2 separate regions of the Triticum aestivum genome follow, and region 1 is linked to region 2. The links are chromatin contacts, called in public Hi-C maps. All regions are on one chromosome and are shown on one strand. The core of a region is the stretch at or near the end of the contact, and the rest is flanking DNA. Distances in the headings are between cores, read along the strand shown. Region 1 holds the start of LOC123079747 (probable mannose-1-phosphate guanylyltransferase 3). Region 2 holds the start of LOC123079746 (transcription initiation factor TFIID subunit 12b).

Region 1 (5,237 bases), core at 30-2,529, 170 kb after region 2:
GGCCTGCCATCCAACGGACGGTGGAAAAATGATCGTTGGTAGCTGCCCATGCGAACGAATTGTTCGGTGGGTGGGAGGGGGGGAGGGTGGTCCTCCCCAACAAGCGAGGTGAACCCACTGAGACAAACCCAACAACTCAACTAGTCAACCAATTGCCCCTCTTCCTTTAATCTATAAATTTTGTGTATCCTCCTGCATTCCATGTTCAATTTCTCTTGATATCGCGCACGACATGAATTATCGCCCCTCAAATTGGATGTTCTTCAAATTAAACATTTTTGTGTATTTTTAAATTTTAATATGGATGTGTACATACACTACAACAAATTTATCTTCTGGTTTGAAATCATGGCTATATTCATCATGGAGAAATAGATTGTGTATCCCATACATCAACTCTATTAAATGTCGAGGATTGCACTGTTTTTCTCTTTTGTATATGCTTATATTTCCGCAACAGATTTTACAAGATCATTTTATGGGTGACGTAGGGACCATATGCAGATAAGATATGATTTTATCCTCTCCACATTTATTGTGTATCACATAGACATAAATCTTGTCATAACGCACATAGACATAAGCTAAAAAATGACGTCACAATGGAGCACGGAAAAGAGGCGTTGGATGATACTGCCTCTACCTAAATATATAGGGTCTAATACATTTTTTAAGGTTGCGTTTAGCCATCGGTTAGACCAACACTGTATGATGTTTACGTTACCGTCAAATTTGTTCCCGATGATATAATTTTGTTTATGTTATACATCTCATATACTATCTCCATACCAAAATATTATTTAATCTCATTTACTAGCCTAAAAAACGTCTTACATTTTGATATGAAGGTAATATTATTTAATCTTATCATTGGTCAAGACATCCTTAAAAAATGTACTGTGCTTTTTTTTTTGAACAAAAATGTACTTCTACTGTATTAGGTCTTATATATATTTGGATGGAGGGGAGTGGTGTGTGTGCAAGAGGGTGCGTCGAGTTCGGGTGAGGAGGTGATTCGTCATTTTTTTCTTCGATGACTGTTGTGATTGTGTCGGAGGCAGGTGACGGGCGTGGTGTCAAGCTCAGAGATGTTATGCTATCTTTTCAGTTTTGTTATGTCGGTCTTTACGTGACTTGTACTTTTGATCTTTATGATATGAACGAGACACATATTACCATGTAAAAAAAAAGTGAGCGCGAGCTTATTTATTTTTTATGATCCTTTTATGTTGATATGATCCGATCCTTAATCTCTCGTGGTCTATTGCGACGGATTTCCCTATATAAAGGCGACCCTGACGCTGGTATTTCCCCGTGCCAACCCAAGCCCCCGAGCCCTTCACCTTGGCAGTCTGGTACCCGGGGTACCACTGGCATATTCTCTTCCCGGTCTTGGCGAGGGGGCAAGAAACAGGCGACCGACCGGCCAAAACAAGCTCGCTCGGCGCTGCTTCCGAATCTGACCCCGTCGGCTCCTCCTCATCCAGGTGATCCCCCCTCCCTCAGATTCTCCTCCAATCCCCTCCCCTCCCAGTCGGTTCCGGGTTGATCTGGCTCCCCGCAGATCGGTGCCACTGTGAGTGTGATTTTAATCCTGTTTACGGCGCCTGGCCTGCAGGGATCAGAGGGGAGGAAGAAGGGGGACGCCTCGCCATGAAGGCGCTCATCCTCGTCGGGGGCTTCGGGACCCGCCTCCGGCCTCTCACGCTCAGCTTCCCCAAGCCCCTCGTCGATTTCGCCAACAAGCCCATGATTCTGCACCAGGTAGACAGACGGCTGCGCTTGATAGAGATTGTGTAGTATGGTGCTGTGAGTCAGTGAGTTGTGTGCGAGTTAATCCTACTGCTGTTGCGCATCATTCGCCTTACCGCAACAACAATAGCTAAACTTCAAACCCTTAGTAGTCATGTAGATGATGCTTTAACTTTTATAGCCAATTGCCATTAGTAGCATTTCAATGTGTTCAGTTCAGAGTTCTGATGGGAGCTAAGAAATCTTTCGCCCTGCAAACGTTAATCAATTCCCTTGCTAGCTTAGGTGGTTGCAAAATTGCTGTGTGCGCGTGCCTGGGAAAAAACTTTGTGTGTCACCATCAGGATTTCCCCTTCTTCTCTTTTTGTCACAAATGCAGAACAATTTGTGCAAAGTCGAGGAAAGGAAATTTTATTGATTAAAACCTGCCAATTTGTGCAGATTGAAGCCTTGAAAGATGTCGGTGTTACAGAGGTTATTTTAGCCATCAACTACCGCCCAGAGGTAAAACACGAGATAATTTGTCTTTGCTGTTCTTTCATGGAGTTATTTGTATTTAACTTCGGAGTCCGACTGTTGTGCTTTATCTATTTCAGGTCATGATTAATTTCTTGAAGGATTTTGAGGATAAGCTTGGCATCACAATCACATGCTCCCAAGAGACTGAACCCTTGGGAACTGCTGGCCCTCTTGCCCTGGCAAGGGACAAGCTCGTGGATGGATCTGGTGAGCCGTTCTTTGTCCTCAACAGTGATGTCATAAGTGAATACCCATTTGCCGAGCTCATACAGTTTCACAAGAGCCATGGCGGTGAGGCAACAATTATGGTCACTAAGGTAACTCCTTATTTTTACCACTCTCTTTTGTAATCAACTCATGTATGTATGCTGACTGCCCCTTAAATATAGGTGGATGAACCTTCGAAATATGGAGTTGTGGTTATGGAGGACACAACTGGAGTTGTGGAAAGATTTGTAGAGAAGCCAAAAATATTTGTAGGCAACAAGATCAATGCTGGAATTTACCTGTTAAATCCGTCTGTCCTGGACCGCATCGAGTTAAAGCCAACTTCAATCGAGAAAGAGGTCTTTCCGCGAATTGCTGCTGATCAGAAGCTCTACGCCATGGTTCTTCCAGGTTTTTGGATGGATATTGGCCAGCCAAGGGACTACATTACTGGCTTGCGTCTTTATCTAGATTCACTCAGGAAGAAGTCAGCTGCCAAGCTGGCCGCCGGAGCACATATTGTGGGGAATGTCCTGGTGCACGACAGCGCCAAGATTGGGGAGGGTTGCCTGATTGGTCCTGATGTCGCTATTGGACCTGGATGCGTCGTGGAGGATGGTGTGAGGCTCTCCCGATGCACGGTGATGCGTGGTGTGCGCATTAAGAAGCATGCGTGCATCTCAAACAGCATTATCGGCTGGCATTCGACGGTCGGACAATGGGCACGCATAGAGAATATGACGATCCTGGGAGAAGATGTACATGTAGGTGACGAGGTCTACAGCAATGGCGGTGTTGTTCTCCCGCACAAAGAGATCAAGTCAAGCATCCTGAAGCCTGAGATCGTCATGTGAGCTCACCGCTCACAAGTGCTTTTAGGAACGATGTTGTGCGTTCTAGTGCATACTGTAAACAGCTTAATATATGTGGAACTTGTGAGACTTGTTAAACTGATGAGAATGTATGTGCATTAGTCATTTCCAGTGTTGTTTCCCATGAAGATCCACTTCCAGCTTTAGTATAGCGTTGTGGGGATATCAGCCTGTTTACTTTATTTTCTCCGACACAGAAAGAATAAATAAGAACAATGCCTTTGAAGGTGAAATTTGATGAGTATGAAGGTCCTGATTCTGATAGTATGGTATGTGCTATTAGCCTTGCAGCAAAAGGATATGAACAGCATTCTGAAACTCGGTTTCTGAAAGTTTTGCGTAGGCTGCAAACGTGGTCGATGGGGTATTGCTCGATTCTGCCGCTGAAAAATCAGTTACTGCCATGGGTACAGCAGCTGGATGAGTATCGAACGCTAGTTTGCTCATCCTGTTGTGCTGGGATTCTTTTGCACTTTTGTCACTTCATCTGTCAATTTTCTTATGACCAAAGACTGGATGGGCTGTGGATACGAATGTTCTTGTGCAGGCATCTCCATCAAACAAATCGAAGTGGCTTACTTCTGCAATAGCAGACACGAAGATGAGAAGATGTAAACCGCTCTAGGCCATGCTACTTGTCCTTCTGTGTGCCTCTTGTGATTCTGTGGACGGGACTGGTCAGATTTTCCTCCATATAAGTTAGACCACTGAGAAAGGGTTAGGCTTGGCCACGAGAGCGTTAATATGGAATGCGGCTGTGTAAATTTGTGCAGGTCGCTTTCATTTTTTGTAAAATGCACACAAATGCATACTCGCTATAATTGCCAGGAAGATCTGAGATTTGGCTGACTGGTGAGAACTGAAATTATATCACTTTCAGAGTTTCGGTTGCAAGTCATTGTCTACGGATTCTTGAGATAAGAGCTGTTGGATATCAGTATGCTTTTACCTAGAGACCTTTGTAATGCCTGACAATAGGTAGATAGTTTTGTCTCACACAATCGTTGTGCTCGCCCATTGCCAAGCCACCATTTCTGTTTGGATTAAATTAACGTAGTAGCACAGCATCCGTATATGCAACTTTTTGTGATATGGTCCAGCGTCGATTTTTCTATTTTTGACGAGTGTCCGGTGTGCCATATTAACTGGGCAAAATGAGTTAATCAACAGCAAGACTCCCTACCAGGAACCAAGTTATCATTGGCCCGAAACACTGAAGCATGACTCTGATATTTAAGACTTCATGGAACTTGCCACCATTGCCCATCTATTCTCTGGAATTAGCAGTCTATTGCTATGTAGTCTGCTTGAAACATCAGTTGGTATATAACCAGACAGGACCAAACAACGCTAGGTACAGACAGAGCTCCTACAAATCTAATCAAGATGAAGCGAGGAGCCAAAACATCACAAGGGCAGATGTGGCACTAAGCGCCCAGGAAAGGAATGCAAACGCGGTCGCGAGCTCAAATGTCCCACACGGGAGATGCGGGTCCCTGCTGCAGAAGTACGCATCCTTGTCGAAGAGAACAACGACGCCTCCTGCTGAGCATGAAGCGGCGAATGACAGGATCGACGTCACCTGCATCATAGAGAATGATCGCCTCAGTACTTCAGAAGGAATATCTAGTTGAAATATCAGAGGCATAACATGTTCTCATTGAATGTGTCAAAAATGTAAATTAATGTCAACTGCAGAATGTGAAAGATCTAGGTCCTTATTTTTGAGGAATGATGGGCCTAGGTCCGTTTTTTTTAGGAAAGATGAGCCTAAAAAACTGAATTGCAGTCCATAAAAAGACTTCAAGCACTTGTAATTGATTTTCAGGTCTGCCTCAAATTGGTCCTAATTAACTGGATGGTGGCCTTAAAGTATATTATATTATA
Region 2 (5,225 bases), core at 1,004-3,503:
CACTGCTGCTGTTGTTGCGAAGGTGACATTTGCATCATCTGCCCATTCTGTGACACTCCAGGCAGTTGTGAGTTTAATCCTGTGATCGATGCTGTTCTCGACAAGCCTTGAGCAACTCCCTTCTGATAAATGGACCGATATCAAATTTAGGTTGTGGTCCTTGGCAAAAAGAAACTACCGCAAAACATGAAAGCCTTTGCAAAACCGAGACAAACAAGTGACTATGGCAGCATGCAACATGTGGATAGCAGATGAGATAAACCCTGGCTATGAGAACTCATACTCGTGTAACATGGAGCACAAAAAAACATGAGTAAGCACACACAATATCTCAACTTCTGTTTGGTTCATTCCTTGTGCCATAAGAATTTCATATTGCCCCGTAACACTGAATAAAATGCGGCAGAGATATTGGTTATTGCCTCGGACGATCTTCCAAGAACCTTTTGCTTAATCATAGCATCCAAACACTAGAACCACCACGAGGCCATGGACAGATATTACACCCAACATACTTGAGAAAAGAATGCAAGGGAACCCAAGATAATTACTTTCGCTTATACAGATCAAAAGTCATTAGAGGTACCTGCGGAGATAGTGCAGCTTGCTGCGACGCTTGCTGCGGCCTCATTTGGGCCTGGGCAAAGCGTTGTTGAGCATATGGAATAGTTCCATTTGGTCTCATCTGGTTCATCCCCAAAGTACCCATGACTCCCATGGATTGCATCCCTTGCAACGCTTGAGCTGCGTTGGCAGTATTAAATTGTGCACCTTGTACCATGCCTTTTTGCCTTGGCTGCAGTAACAGGAAAGGTTAGTTACACTGCAAGGCTTATAACCAGCTGCAGGTAGACAGCAAAGACAAGAGTTACAAAATACTAGTGTTAAAAAATGGAAGACCTTACTCTGGGGCTAGAAATTTGGTCTTTATTTATTTATGAGCATCTAGTCTTGAATTCTTACAAACATAACGACCAACATTTACTATTCGAATGAGTTGCCAGGAGATTCTAGGTGTAAACGAGATGTTCACTTTTATTTAATTTGCAATGCACCATCGCACCCAATAGGTGACATCCTTCCCTCTCTCCATGCCATGGGAGCAACAAATGACTTTAAACGAATTCAAAATTCCGGATCCATGAACCATTTATTTTTACCCCATCTGGACACCGATACAATCTTCAAAATACAACTTTGATTATTAGTTTCTATTATAATATGCTATCTATTTATCAAATACAACATGGTTGTGCATCGTGGTATTTTTGGAGGCAGATGCCGACGAGTACACTAAAAAGTTTTAACCAGACTCACATCACACGTAAATAGCTATATGATTTTCAATCCTATTCTTGCACATTTAATTTTATCCAGACATTTGGATGGATTACCTATAAGATGATAAAAAACTGCCTCCATGTATGAATGTTACACAAACACAAATGCAGCGATAAGAAAACAAGCAATGGCTAACCACAATTAATCGTGATCTTCCGAGAAAAAATGATTTATAATTAAAGGCGTAGTTTTCCCTCTTGTTAAAAGTGGCATTTATGCATGATAAGGCTAATGTGTGATATTCAGATCAATTATGCCCCAAACCCCAACTTCACCTGTGCCATCATTTGTGACTGGAGCCCGTAGTGTGCAGCAGAAGCCGCGCTGCCCTGCCCTTGCATCATCCCCAGCTGCCCCTGACCAAGCATTGCAGCGCGGGCCGCCAGCTGCTGCTGCTGCCCCAGCTGCGCTCCGCCACCTGAGAAGCTCATCTGCCCTCCGTACATCCTGGCCGTTGCCGCGGAGTATTGTGGAAGCTGGCTGACAGCGGCGAGGCGGGAAGCCGAACCCGAGCGCTGGATCTGGCCGTAGCCTCCGGCGCCGGCCACTGCCTGCGTGGGCGAAGGCGCCTGCAACTGCTGCGGACGAGGCGGGAAGTCCGCGGACCCTCCGCCCGCAGCTGCCGCGGCTGGATCGAGCTGCGGGGAGGAGATGACGGAGAGGTCGGAGACGGTGGGGGAGGGCGGGATTTGGGGGGACAGGAGGGAGTTAGGGTTGGAGTTTTGCGGGGCGGAGGCTGAGCCGCCGAGCTGGTCGGGCTGCGGCGAGGCGATGGCGGCCACGGACGGCGGATCCGCCATGGCGGGCGGGGTGTAGGGTTTCCGCGGGCGGCGGTGGCCGGAGACGACGCGGGGTGGACGGTCGCGTGGAGGGCCGGGGAGTAGGTGCCGGTCGTGTGGGACAGTTTGACGTGTGCGCGTAGTCTTTTCCTGATCGAGTCAGAAAGTATTTGGGTCACTGACAGGTTGGCCCACGCGATCGTTTTTCCTTTCAGAGCACCAGCCATACGCATGACACGCAAATCCATAGACGCTCACCGTCTTCCTTGGTGGTGTACCTTTAGTTATTTTTCGAGAAAGCAAGCGTGCGTGTATACCCTTTCTGTTTATGTTTCGGTGAAATGGCTTACCACACTTGCTGCTTAGAGCATTACTAGTAGAACTCTCAAACCCTCAAATCTTTAAAGCAGTTTTAAGAGTTGAGAAGTGCCACTTTTTAACACTTTTAAGGGTTGAAAAACAGGGGCAAATACTAGAACCCTTAAACTTAACCCTTAAACTGCTTTAAGGATTAGATTTGAGGGTTCTAGTCTTTGCCTCGACCCCAACCTTTAAATCTATCATTTGACATCTCATAATTTATGACAACAAGAACACAATCAACTTCCAAACAAACTACCAAATGACAATCATTGATGCATGGTTTAATAGTTTACATTACAAAATCATCATCTTCCTCCTCTCATCGGCACCATCACCAAAAAGTTGCACCTCGGCGCCATCTCCTAGACCACAAGCGGGCTCCATCAAGCATCTCCATCGGCACCGGTGGAGTCGTACACACCGCCATCACCACAACTACTCATCGGAGTGTCACCTCAAAAAGTAGAGGACGCAACACGGAACATCCTCTTCCTCTCTGCGATGTCCTCCTTGGTGTCCTTCCACCATTGCAATTGGTCTTGATCCATGTCCTTCTTGGACATCATAATGTGCTCTTTCTCTTCCACCATGAGTTCTTTCCATACCTTTGCCTCTTTGAGCTTGATCATCCTCTCCTCCAACTCGGCCGTGCGCTTTGCTTCTTCACGCTTTGCTTCAACTTGTGCAAGCTTGACCTCTTTCTTCTTCTCGGTGATAAGAAGTTTCGTCTCCAATGTCTTCGTTGTCAATTCCTCTCTTGCCTTCATCATGTGGTCCATCTTCTCCCTTAGGCTTGACGCCTCTTCTTCCATCTTCACCCTTAGCTTGCCCTTCTTGGTTCCCTCGGGCTTGCCCAAGTTCCTCTCCTCCTCATCTTCACTATCATCCATCCTTAGCATTCCCGACTTCTTGGGTGCGGTCTCTTGATCCCTCAACTTCCACTTGTCAAAGGTTTGAAGAATTGACCAAACATGCTTAAATGGGAATGGCTTGCCCTTGGAAGCGGCCATCTCCTTGTACCTCATGCCGGCAATTGTCTCCTATCAACCACACATAAATCACATAAGAACCCACCGATAGCATAGTGCACACACATAATCAAAATAGTGAAGAAATATGTACTCACATAGTCGCTCTCCACGGTTCCACTAGGTGGTGCATCCCTCACTTGGTCCATGGCCGCACTCCAACGAGCACAAGCGGGCTTGATCAACTCCCACCGGCCTTGAAGCGACCGGAAAGTGCGATGGATGAACCCACTATTCTTCGGCTTGATCCTACAATAGACGTCCTCGATCCTTTGCCAATACCGTTTACCGGTTTGATCGGTGCCGGTGGTTGCATCCATTCCCACAGCCGCCCAAGCACGAACCAAGAGGACATCTTCCGGCTCGGTGTAGTTTGTCGACCGCGCGTGTGGGCGGGAAGCGGCGGTGAATGCCTCCTCCCCTATCTCGGCCACCTCCTCCTCGTCATCCCCTTCATCCTCCTCATCTTCCTCCTTTTCCTCCAAGTCGTCACCAACCCTAAAGGGGTCTAGGGGCGGAGCTCCGAGGTCCACCTCCGCGTTTTGGAGGAGGTCCATGAACGAGGATGGGGTTGCCATTTCCTCGAACACCTCGTGCGCGGCGGGAGGAGGTTCGGCGACGGCGGCGGGCGGGGCCGCGGGCTTGTTCCGCTGCGCGGGCTTCTTCCGCGGCTTGGTCACGGCCGGGGACGAGCCGGCGACCTTGGAGGCCGCCCCTCGCGGCCCATGAGAGGCCGCCTTCGGCCGGCTCTTCTTGGTGGCCGGGGCGGGCGCCGGGGCGGTGACGGTGGCCGGGGCGGGAGCCAGGGAGGCGGCAGGAGGAGGTGCGAGGCCCGCCCGCCGCCGCTTGGCCCCGACGTGGGTCGCCGCCACCACGTCGGCCACAGTCGGGTGGGCGGGGGCGGGGGCGGGCGCCGGGGTGGGCGAGGCGGGTGGGGCGGGCGTGGCGGGCGGGGGTGCCGCGGCGGCGGGGCCCTCCATGGCCGGCGCGGCAGGAGGCGGCGGGAGGCGGCGGGAGGAGGAGGCCGGGAGGAGGAGGCAGTTGGCTCCCGCGCGAGAGAGGAGGAGAAGTGCGGGTTGGGGGAGATTTTCCTCTCAACCCCTACTTCTTCAGGTTGCAAAGTGGTTTGAGGGTTGGACCTTTAATTTTTTTTACGGGTTTGAGGGTTTAGAGGTTCTAGTCTACGGCGTTTTTTCAGCGAAAACTGTAAAAAAACGGTTATTTTTAGGGGTTTGAGGGTTTGAGGGCTCTACTAGTAATGCTCTTAGTACTCTTACTAGAAGTGAAAGTGCGCTTTGCTGTGTCGTTGAATTTCAGTAACCAATTGAGTGCAGTACACAACCATCAGGGAATTCGGAAATTTTGGATATTGTAATATATAATATATGTGAACTCTATGGAAAGAGTATAACTAAATTTGAGATCTGGTCTTTATTTAAAAGAAAAATACTCAGAAACCATCCATCTTGTTGTAACACTTGACATTCCAGGGATTTTCCCAGTAAGCTATTATATGCATATGTCCAATCACCGGAGATTCCATTAGTACAATTTTGATTCTGCGGAACACAAGAGGACCTGATCCCATGGATTTCATTGATCTTCACTGTGATTGCCGTTAAAGCGCAATGAGGAGCAGCAGGCAGATTCAAAGGCTTCAGTTGAGCGAGCAACAAGTTGTCCACCATGAGTGCATTAAAGCAGTAATTATGTA

Evidence for each region. Hi-C and Micro-C count contacts between places; a contact is called where the count stands out from the background.
Region 1: a contact with region 2 is called in a Hi-C map of leaf, with 3 times the contacts expected there. The contact joins the promoter of LOC123079747 here to the promoter of LOC123079746 in region 2. A contact is called at or near these places in 3 of 5 Hi-C or Micro-C datasets (all in leaf).

What each region holds. Positions count from the first base shown.
Region 1 is chr3D:469,923,855-469,929,091 of IWGSC CS RefSeq v2.1, forward strand. LOC123079747 (probable mannose-1-phosphate guanylyltransferase 3) reads left to right here and starts at 1,280. Exons shown (of 5, transcript XM_044502546.1): 1 at 1,280-1,487; 2 at 1,619-1,764; 3 at 2,194-2,256; 4 at 2,349-2,588; 5 at 2,661-3,614. The coding sequence starts at 1,654. The coding sequence ends at 3,332. LOC123079748 (CASP-like protein 5B1) reads right to left here. Exons shown (of 2, transcript XM_044502547.1): 2 at 4,551-4,932. The coding sequence ends at 4,732.
Region 2 is chr3D:469,751,264-469,756,488 of IWGSC CS RefSeq v2.1, forward strand. It overlaps LOC123079746 (transcription initiation factor TFIID subunit 12b), which reads right to left and starts at 2,254. Exons shown (of 8, transcript XR_006438104.1): 1 at 1,617-2,254; 2 at 587-796; 3 at 1-122.